Regions from separate parts of the Gossypium hirsutum genome. Here region 1 is linked to region 2. A link is a contact called in public Hi-C data. All regions are on one chromosome and are shown on one strand. The core of a region is the stretch at or near the end of the contact, and the rest is flanking DNA. Distances in the headings are between cores, read along the strand shown.

Evidence for each region. A called contact is a pair of places that touch in the nucleus more often than the background predicts.
Region 1: a Hi-C map of fibers shows a contact between it and region 2, with 2.3 times the contacts expected there. The contact joins the promoter of LOC107934782 here to the enhancer-like site in region 2. A contact is called at or near these places in 12 of 34 Hi-C or Micro-C datasets (anther, callus, fibers and 2 more).

What each region holds. Positions count from the first base shown.
Region 1 is chrA01:49,443,514-49,448,716 of Gossypium_hirsutum_v2.1, reverse strand. It overlaps LOC107934782 (40S ribosomal protein S5-like), which reads left to right and starts at 2,996. Exons shown (of 5, transcript NM_001327383.1): 1 at 2,996-3,072; 2 at 3,159-3,259; 3 at 3,952-4,223; 4 at 4,309-4,512; 5 at 4,607-4,721. The coding sequence starts at 3,161. The coding sequence ends at 4,661.
Region 2 is chrA01:49,404,858-49,409,813 of Gossypium_hirsutum_v2.1, reverse strand. It overlaps the pseudogene LOC107934780. Among protein-coding and RNA genes, the nearest start is that of TRNAR-CCU, 3.4 kb to the left of the region's middle. Within about 2 kb of position 1,988, at least 2 of the 9 cell types and tissues checked have an H3K27ac peak or open chromatin away from gene starts, as enhancers often do. A contact at or near this core is called in fibers, where this site is marked.

The DNA.
Region 1 (5,203 bases), core at 1,747-4,246, 38 kb before region 2:
ATCTATAAAACAAAGGAAAATAACTATGTAAGCAACGAGTGCTTAGTAAGCTCGTATAATCTTAAAACATAACTTACCATGTCATTTATACAATTCAAAGATTAAACATAAATCATCACCAATGCCATAAGTTTAGTTTAAGCCTATACAACATCACCAACTCACAAGTTAGTATACTTGTCCATGATACAAATGAAATCAAATATAAGATATGTAAATTTCCATAGGTAAATCATTTAGCTCATAATTCCTGACCATAAATCATGATTCAGTCCATTTACATACTTACTATTTCATTTTATTTTCTTACCCGTTGAACCATCTAGAATTACATTGGATACTCAGGAAAGCTCACACATAGTGTGCCTTTACATATAATCGTAACCTTCCCTTTACATCAATACTCACACGAGCTGTAAAATGGGCTTGCTCACACGAGCTGTAAAATGGGCTTGCTCACACGAGCTGTAGGTCAGAATATAAGCTACACGATGCTGCTCACACGAGCTGTAGAGAATCCGAAACAAATGTAAGACCTCATTCATAGCACCCGAAACATGAAATCCCTAATGACATGTCATTTGTATCCTAAGAATTCTTAAGGTTCAACCAAGACTTGATATCCGTCAATTCATCATAACATGAATACATTCATATATTGATTCATTTATATTAAAACAAATAGTAAATATTCAATTTAGCTAACATTAAAATGATTACAATTCATACGAACTTACCTCGATAGTTAAGGGCGTAGTAGCGATATCGAACTAATCCGAAGCTTTAGCTTTTCCTCAATTTAGGTTCGATTGTGGTTTACCTTAATCTAAATGGATAATTTCAATTAATCAAGTACTTCTAGAGTTCAATTTAATCCATAACTCATATTTATGCAAAATTAAAAATTTGCTCCTAACATTTTAACTTTTCACAATTTAGTCCTTAAGATCATAACTTAAAATCTAACCATTTTAACCTAAATTCAACTTAACCCATGTTGCAAGGGACCTTAAAGCAACTCATAGTTATAAAAAATTTACAATAAAACCTATAGATTTACACCTTTAATAATTTAATCCCTAATTCCAAAATTCATCAAAAATCATTTAACAAACTTGTTTATTTTTCAACAAAGATTAATAATCTATCAACTAACATCAAAACACATCTAAAAAATCCGTGGCAAGTCCCTCAACCTTTGACAGTTTTGCAAAATAACCCCCAGGCTAGCTAGATTAAGCTAAAATGAACTCAAAAACATAAAAATAATTAAAAACGGGGCTTGGATGCATACCATGCAAGAAGAAATCAAAACTGAAGCTCTCCCCCTCTTTAATGGTGAATTTCGGTCTAGAAAAAATGAAATGAGAAAGATGATAACTTTGTTCCATCTTTCTTTACTTAATTTTTCTTTTAATTATTCAATTATCATTTTAATCTTTAAAAACTATTAAAATTTCATTCAAACCCTGTCCATGCACATCCACTAACACCTTAAATGGTATATTTACCATTCAAGTCCATTAACTTTCATTTCCATAGCCATTTAGCCCTTTTAACTAATAGAACTCAACTTTTATATCTTTTACAATTTAGTCATTTTTACCTAATTAACCATTTAAACATCAAAATTTCCTAACGAACTTTTAATACGACCTTAATATAATCTCGTAGAGTTATAATAAATATTAAAATAATTATTCACTCATCAGATTTGTGGTCCTGTAACCACTGTTTTTGACACCACTGAAAACGAGCTGTTACAGGAAGGAAATAAAAGAGGAGAACCAGAGAGATTCTCTAGAAGAAAAAATAAAGAGGAAATTGTCCCTATACCGTGAAAAATGGAGGATAAAAAAGTAATTAGCTAGCCAAAAGCACTTTTAGCTTAGAAAAAGCTAAAATTTTCAGTTTTTTCAACGGAGGAAAATGACTTTTTTAAACATTAAAAAAGTCACTCAAATGGTGTTTGTTTAGTAGTGCTTTAAAGTCAAAAGTACTTTTTGAGTGAAAAGTGCTTTTTGGAAGCGCAGCTAAACAAACCCGTAAACTACATAATAATACCAGTACGCTTTCATGACTAAACTCTAAAAATTTTGAACACGAGAATAATACTCTTATTATTGTTATTGTTATTATTATTATAAAGCCTAACCTAAATAAGTAGCCTAATAAAAAACTTCATGTATTAATATTGCTTTGTATATCCTCTTTCACCTTTAAATATTAATAATTCTATAATTAATTTGTCTTATTAATTGTTTTGATTAAAGGTGTTTACTGGCCGAGTTTAGTCGGATCTATATAGAGCATTTAGATTAAATTTTCAAGTCGAGGTTCAACTCAAAAAATGGACTCATTTTTTTGTCCAAGTCTGATCCAATTTAAGAAAGGTAATCTCGGACCCAATCCGGTCCACCAATATTTAATTTGTTTTGATAAGCTTTTTATTTAAAAATATTTTTTTAGAAAATATAATCCCTAAATGCATTGAAAAAACATTAAAATAAAAATTTTCTAACCCATTAAAAATAAATTAAAAAATATTTATATTAAAAAACACAAGTAAATGTAATAAATATTATATTGTATTAAATATAGTTTTTAAAATTTTATATTTTGGGTTGGGTTATTTAGTTGGGTAAGTTGTTTTTAGGTTTTGGGTAATAAATTTAATTTTTATTGAATTAGTGATTTAATATAAATACATAAATATTATTTAACATATATAATTAATATAATTTTTATTTTTATAATATAATTAATATAAATAATGTAATTTAAAAAAAAATGGTTTTATTTTACTCATAAAATCATTGAATTATATATTAAAAATGAGTTATTGGGGTAGTTGAAGAATAATTGGGCCGTTCTTTTTTCTCAAAACCCATCCACTAAAAGCCCCAAAATTTGATCCCTTACAATAAAACCCTAACTCGGGACGATGTTTCATATATAACAATTGTTAATTAGGGTTGTTTAATTTCCTCATCTCCGAGCTACCGCTACCAGTGAAAGCCGCACTATTCAGTCTTCGGTCGCCGCTCCCTCTTTCTATCTATTCAATCTGAGGTATTTCTTTTAGCTCTAATTTCTCTCCTAATACTCACTTTGATTCTCTCTTTCTTCAAAATTCATTGTTGTTTTTATTTTCGCAGGTATGGCAATGGCCGTGGCAGCCACCGAGACCAGCAAAGACCCGACCCAACCTAACTACGAAGTCAAGCTTTTCAATCGCTGGTCTTTTGAGGATGTCCAGGTATTTCTTTGCTTAGATCTGATTTTTCTTTCTTTTGCCTCCATGTTTCTTGGTTCTTGTATGAAATGTCTCATTTTATCTTTATACTGCTTCCTGCTAGCTTATCTGCTGAACTTCTTTTGGTCTTTTGGTAACTGGATTTAGTGAAGAGAATAGTTATCTTTTCATCACTGTATCCATCTCTTTGGATTTATTTTTTTAACTTGTCTATATATTTCTGGCATCATAATGATTTTTTTTTGGAATATCAATGCTTATTTTATTTAGCTACTATTTTAATCTCAATTGGAGCTTCCTTTTTGTTTTTTTTTGCTGTTTATGTTAATTCAAAGTTGTAGTTTATGTTCTCCTATGAATTTGTATTTATTCCTGTTCTTCTATTGTAATTTCTCTGAGCAATTGTTTGTCTCGTAGCTTAGTTTAACTTGATAAGTGATAAGCTGCGAAGTATTAGGTTGTCATTCTGAGTGTGAATATGAATTTGAGTTAATGAATTCTGGCTTATGAATTATAGATTTTGAGTTGGTGTTTATGGTTTTAAAATTAGGGCTTATAAATTGTGGTTAATGAATTGGGTTCAATGTCTACAACTATTGATTGGAAAGAATTTGGTTCCTCAATTTGCTGTTCCTTTTGATAATTGTAATTCTTGTTTGCAATGGTACTTGACCCCGAAGATTATTTGGTTTTAGGTTACTGATATCTCTTTGAGTGACTACATTGGTGCCCAAGCTTCGAAGCACGCAACCTATGTGCCGCACACTGCTGGAAGGTACTCAGTGAAGCGTTTCCGGAAAGCTCAATGCCCAATTGTTGAGAGGCTTACGAACTCACTGATGATGCATGGCCGAAACAATGGGAAGAAACTTATGGCAGTTAGGATTGTGAAGCATGCCATGGAAATTATTTATCTCCTGACTGATCAGAACCCAATTCAAGTCATTGTCGATGCTATAATCAACAGGTACCCTATATGACCTTAAGCTTTCATATTTTCTCTTTCAAATGTATCACCAGTTAAACTTGAAGTTAACCTATTGATTTAACAGTGGACCTCGTGAAGATGCTACTCGTATCGGTTCTGCGGGTGTTGTGAGGCGTCAGGCTGTTGATATTTCTCCTCTTCGTCGTGTGAATCAAGCCATCTATCTCTTGACCACCGGAGCACGTGAGTCTGCATTCAGAAACATTAAAACCATTGCTGAATGTTTAGCCGATGAGCTTATTAATGCTGCAAAAGGATCATCGAACAGGTAAATAAAGGACTTTTATGCGTCTCCTTCATGGCTCTTTCGCTTATTTCTGGTGTCATTTCCATCATTGTTGATGGTATTATTGATTGTGCAGCTACGCGATCAAGAAGAAAGATGAAATCGAGAGGGTTGCCAAGGCCAACCGTTGAGGCATTAGACGAGATTATTACACCGTGGGCGGGGAGAATTTCAATTGTTTTAATCAGTACTTTATGGGCTATCTTTTATTTTTGGTGTCCTGGACATGCAATGAGTGTTGTGTTTGCTATCTAAGTTGACAAGTTAGCTTATGTTTAAATTGGAGTTTTTCAGTAGATATTATTAAAATGATAGAATTTTTGCTGATTGATTTGATGAAATGCATGTTTCATTGAATTAAAACATTCACTTTTAACTTGCTTGTGATTTATAATGCAGTAACAATTCATGTTTCCTTCACTGAACTTTTTTATTTTTATTTTTTATTTTAGTTATTTAAATAAATTGAAGTTTCTCTTTTATTGACGTTTTTGTTGTTTTTCTTAATTTCTGTCAAGGTTTTTTTATTTTTGAAAAAGTGTCAATTTTATTATTGATGCCTTTATAGGTCTCTAATATTTTTGCCGATGCCTATCAAATGATTTCTTTACTTTGATATAAAATATCATACGCATGAATTATTTATAAATTAGGAATAGAAAAAATTCAACGT
Region 2 (4,956 bases), core at 739-3,238:
TTATGATTTCATTAAATTTTATAAAAAAAATCCATATGAGATTAGAATATACTTTAAACTTTGAATTTTTCATTAATTTAAAATTTTTATATTTTTATTTTTAATAATTATTTCATTTATTTTTTGAATTTTAAAATATATCATTAATTTTTTTGTTAAATTAATTAGTGTGACATTTAAAAAAGAATTCATTTGATAGCTATTTAATCAAAAAATGTCATTTGAAATGTACACGACACGACTTTATGAAAAAACTTTTAACGGTGTTGGCAATTGTAGTTGCAAATTTTAAATCTAAAAAATAAAGTGATTAAATTCCTAAAAACATAAATAAAAATTTAAATTTACAAAGAGTATTTGGGATATATTTTAACCGATATATAATTATATTAAACATAAAGAATATACATCAAATTATAATTATATCATATTTTAAATAATGAGTAGAATCTAAATAACAATTGCGCATGATGAAATTTTGGAGATCCACGCATATAGTTGAGTACAATAAATTTTGAATTTAGACACTCAAAACTTAAAGTCTTCACCTTAACAATCTAAGCCAATGCCTTATTAACTATCAATACTAAAGTTTAATATAAAACTTAAAATTATCCATCTCCTATCAATCCTTAAATAAAAAAAATAAATGTGTTTAAACTCAGGTATTTCTGGATTAACAATTACGCTGATATCAATTAAGTGTTTTAGAATGTAATTTTAATATATGCAATTTTAATAACATAAACTTTTACAATTTTCTAAGACAACATAATTTAAAGGCCGCCTGATTAGAACGAACCAAAAGCGAGTTCGACGATAGCAAATATATATATAAAATAAAATCAATTTGTATTTATTTTTAATTAGACTTCAAGAAAAATTCAGAAGAGCTAATCTTTAGCGCCATCATTATTTTACTAGATTTTTTGTTGACTATTATTTGAGATAAAACTTCAGTAATTCTATTTTTTTTATTTTAAAAAAATCTGATACATCATTAGTTGGTTGGATATATTTCATAACGATTTTTTTTGCCTGTATTTTCTAAAGCAATTTCCTCATAGAAATTAAACTCATTAAATAAAGGAGAAAAAAAAAATGAGATGATGGATACGAAAATCAGATCACAAAGGAAGGTGAATAAAAAAACAAACTACACCACCTTCCAACAAACAAATATCCAAAAAGTGAAAGTTAGGGTTTCCACTTTCCTTCTTCTTTTTCATTATTTTCCCTCCTGATTTTCTTTTCCCCCAAACACTACTATTCGACGGATACGGTTTTTCTATCCGAAGATATTTTTTTGTCGATTGTTCTCGCTATCAGACGATTCGTTTTCTTTCGAAGAAGAAGATTGATAAAATTAGAAACAAAAAAGGCCTTGAATTTTCTTCTCTAGAGGTTTATTTTCCCGGGAAAATTGGCTTCCTCTATTTCCCAGCTCTACCTGTCTTAGCTTCCAAGGTTAGATTCATACTTTTCCTTCTCTCTTCTTCTTGATAAAACTTGCACATTATTTATTTGTTTTTATTCCTGTAAATTTTATATCCAAAAGGGATCTTTTAGTTGCTCACCTTTCATTATTTTTTTCAGGAAGTTTGCTTTGTGCTTGATTTATCGGGGGAGGAATTTACGTAGCTGGTGGGTGGAGTAAAAAAAGGGAGGGAAAATATTCATTGGAGGATCTAAGATTCAAGATAGAGAGAACTTTAATATTCTTTAGATTTTTTTTTTGAATTTAATTGTCAGTAAATAATTCGATTGCTTGAGTTTGAATGCATATATTGGTATATGGAGTCAGAAGTATTTTCACCTCCGATTCCAAGAGATTTGGTGAAATGTTGTGATTGCAATTGTACTACCTGTTCTTTGATTAGTGATCCTCCGAGCACTTGGTTTCGCACTGTGAAACGCAAATTCGATGAGTTTGAGAACTTCAACAAGTTTTATGTTCCGGGGTTTGATCTATACTCTAACCCCAAAGTCCAAATTGAGAATGAATGTGCTGCTTTGCGGGAGACGGTTAGCAGCCAACAGGCCACAATACAAGATTTGTATAGAGAATTGGAGGAAGAGAGAAATGCTTCATCATCGGCAGCTACTGAGGCCATGTCGATGATATTGAAGTTGCAGAGAGAGAAGGCAGAGATCCAAATGGAGGCACGGCAATTCAAGTGTTTTGCTGAGGAGAAATGGCACATGACCAACAGGAGATAATGGATTTGGAGGATTTGTTGTATAAGAGAGAGCAGGCTATTCAAGCCCTTACTTGTGAAGCACAGGCTTACAAGCATAGGATGATGAGTTATGGGTTTACGGAGGCAGAGGTTGAAGGTGAGCCGGATGGGCTGATTCGAAATGTGGCTAAGAACTTTGGTGACTCTGTCAATCTTCTTCAATATGATTATCAACCTCCAAAGTGCAATTTGAATGAGAATCCTGGTGATGATGTTGAAGATATTGAGAAATATGCATTTGGTGAAACCCCTTGTGCCCGAAAACACTTGAGGAATCTGGAGCAAAGGATCTGCCAAATTGAGAGGAATCCAAGCAGCAGTCAGCTGAGTGAACTGGATGGATATTTCCCTGGAACAAAGAATGTTCCAGAGAAGGTAATAGTTGGTCACTCTCCTAGGCAATCAAGACATTCAAGGAGGCTTTCAAGTGATAGTTCAACCACGTTCCTCGCTAAAGAGATCACTTCAGAGTTTACAGGTAATTCTCCCAGGTTCATTTCAGAAATGGACAAGATTTCCAGCTCAGGAAGAATGGATAATGCTTCTGAAGTTGGAGATGATATGAGTGACAGAGTTTATACTATTGATTCTATCCATACTGGGGTTCCATATAAGGGAACCCCTGAGCCCAAACCTGGAGTTGGAGATTGTGTTGATTATGCAGACACTCCAAGGGATGCACTTAATCTGCCTGATGGATGTGATCCCAATATCAAGAAACTCTATACAAGGCTTCAGGCCCTTGAGGCTGATAGGGAATCAATGAGACAAGCAATAATATCAATGCGAACTGACAATGCACAGTTGGTATTATTGAAAGAAATAGCTCAACAGTTGTGCAAGGAAATGCCCCCTGAAAGACAATTGACCGTGAGGAAGCCATCTATTCTTGGAAGCCTTCCCTTCATGTCATTCTTCAAGGTAATATTTGTTTACATGAGGATGAAGTGTTCTGTTTTATGCATATTTTAAACCATCTAGTGCTGTTATTGACATTCTCATGTCTGTTTATTTTGCGTTCTACAATCTCATGTTCATTAATTCTTGAATTTTTACAATATAGTTTGGCTTTTTTTACTTAGTGCACTCTGTAGTAACTGTTCATTTATTGGTAGTGTTCTATATGACGGTTGAAATAGATGAAATATGCTATCTCTAAGATGTTTTTCAAGATGAGTTTTATGTTTCCGTCACTAAGTGACAATTTCTTAAAGCTATGCAGAAATGAGTTACATGTTTAATTACTTTGCTTACATGAAGAATAGAAGTAATGAAGGTCACTGTCTGGTTGAATATTGTCTATAGGACATTTCTCGCCCCTCATCTTTATTCTTTCGTTTCATCAAAAGCCTCCCCCTTCTGTTTACTACTCGTATCTCTATTTTTACTTGTGGGCTATTTTTTAGACCATTTTTTATTTTCATTCCTTTAACTCTGATGTTAATTTAGTTCCTGTATAGCAGTCATCTATTGAAGGTTCAAATTGTGGTTGTAATGTAGCTACTCTGAGCATCTTCGGTTTTTTCAACATTTCCACTTAAAAACTTGTTGTCTTTTGATTTTATTTTTTTCAGTGGATTGTGTCCTTTGTTTTCTGGAAGCGGAAAGTTTGTCGAAGCAAGTAAGTAGTATATGTGTTATATACATGGTTACTGTTGGACCTGTTTATGTTTTAAAAGTGACAAATTTGGTTTCTCTGTATAATGTATCTAATGACGAGCATTATTAGGTTTAAACTAACCAAATTTTATTTGCATTTTAAAGCATTTTTATAGTTGGCCATTAAACTGTAGAGATGCAGGTCTAAGGAGGGACATGCATTTAGATTCATAATTTTGTATATTCTTGTATAATTTGTTTTATTATATTCTATATTAGAAACCGACTTTGAAGTTTATTAGCATATAATAATCTAGAGAAATGTTAAATGCTGGAGTTTGGTTCATTTACTTTCATATATTTTCTTTAATCGTATAGGCATCTATATGGATTGTCACCAAACAATGTCGGCTTGCTACTGCTTCTCGACAAGGGTCCACGACTGAGACAGTGGAGATGTCTTTCAAGTACTCAAGTCTGAAACTGATTCAGTTACTTCTCCACAAGAAACCTCTAATCGTAATGGGTTTGAATAAACTATCATGTATAGACTGTGCATCCTTTCTTATGGATTCCTTGGAGCAGCTTTTGGTATATTTTTCAGTGTTCTTTTATTTTACTTTATTTTTTTACGATTGAATACATGTTGCTGCTTGATCAGCAAAAACACAGATGTGGTGAGCATACTCGCTCATATGGTTTGTCAGATTTCAGTTTTAAGGTATGTGTCTATTGCCGATCTCCTACATGTTTAGATTCTTGTATGATTTTTGTTTCTAGTATGCCGTGTTTATTCTTTTATAATCCGAGCAATTGTTAGTTTGCAAGAGTAATTGCTGCTAGTCTCATTGAGATTCATGTTTTAGTTCGCTTGCTTTTCTTTTGGTTTTTCCAAGGTTTTATACTTCATATGCTTTTTTCTTTTTGAAGGAAGAAAAATGGATTATAGAAGAAATATCTCAAAGAACCTCTAGATTCAGGAACTTGGACAAGTTAATTCTCATAAGCCCATATTGTTCCGACCCTTAATTTTTCTTCAAATAAACGTGTTTGACATCCTTATCCTCCGCATATTTAGACATGAGTATAGGGACATGATCATCCAAGTATCCTCCAA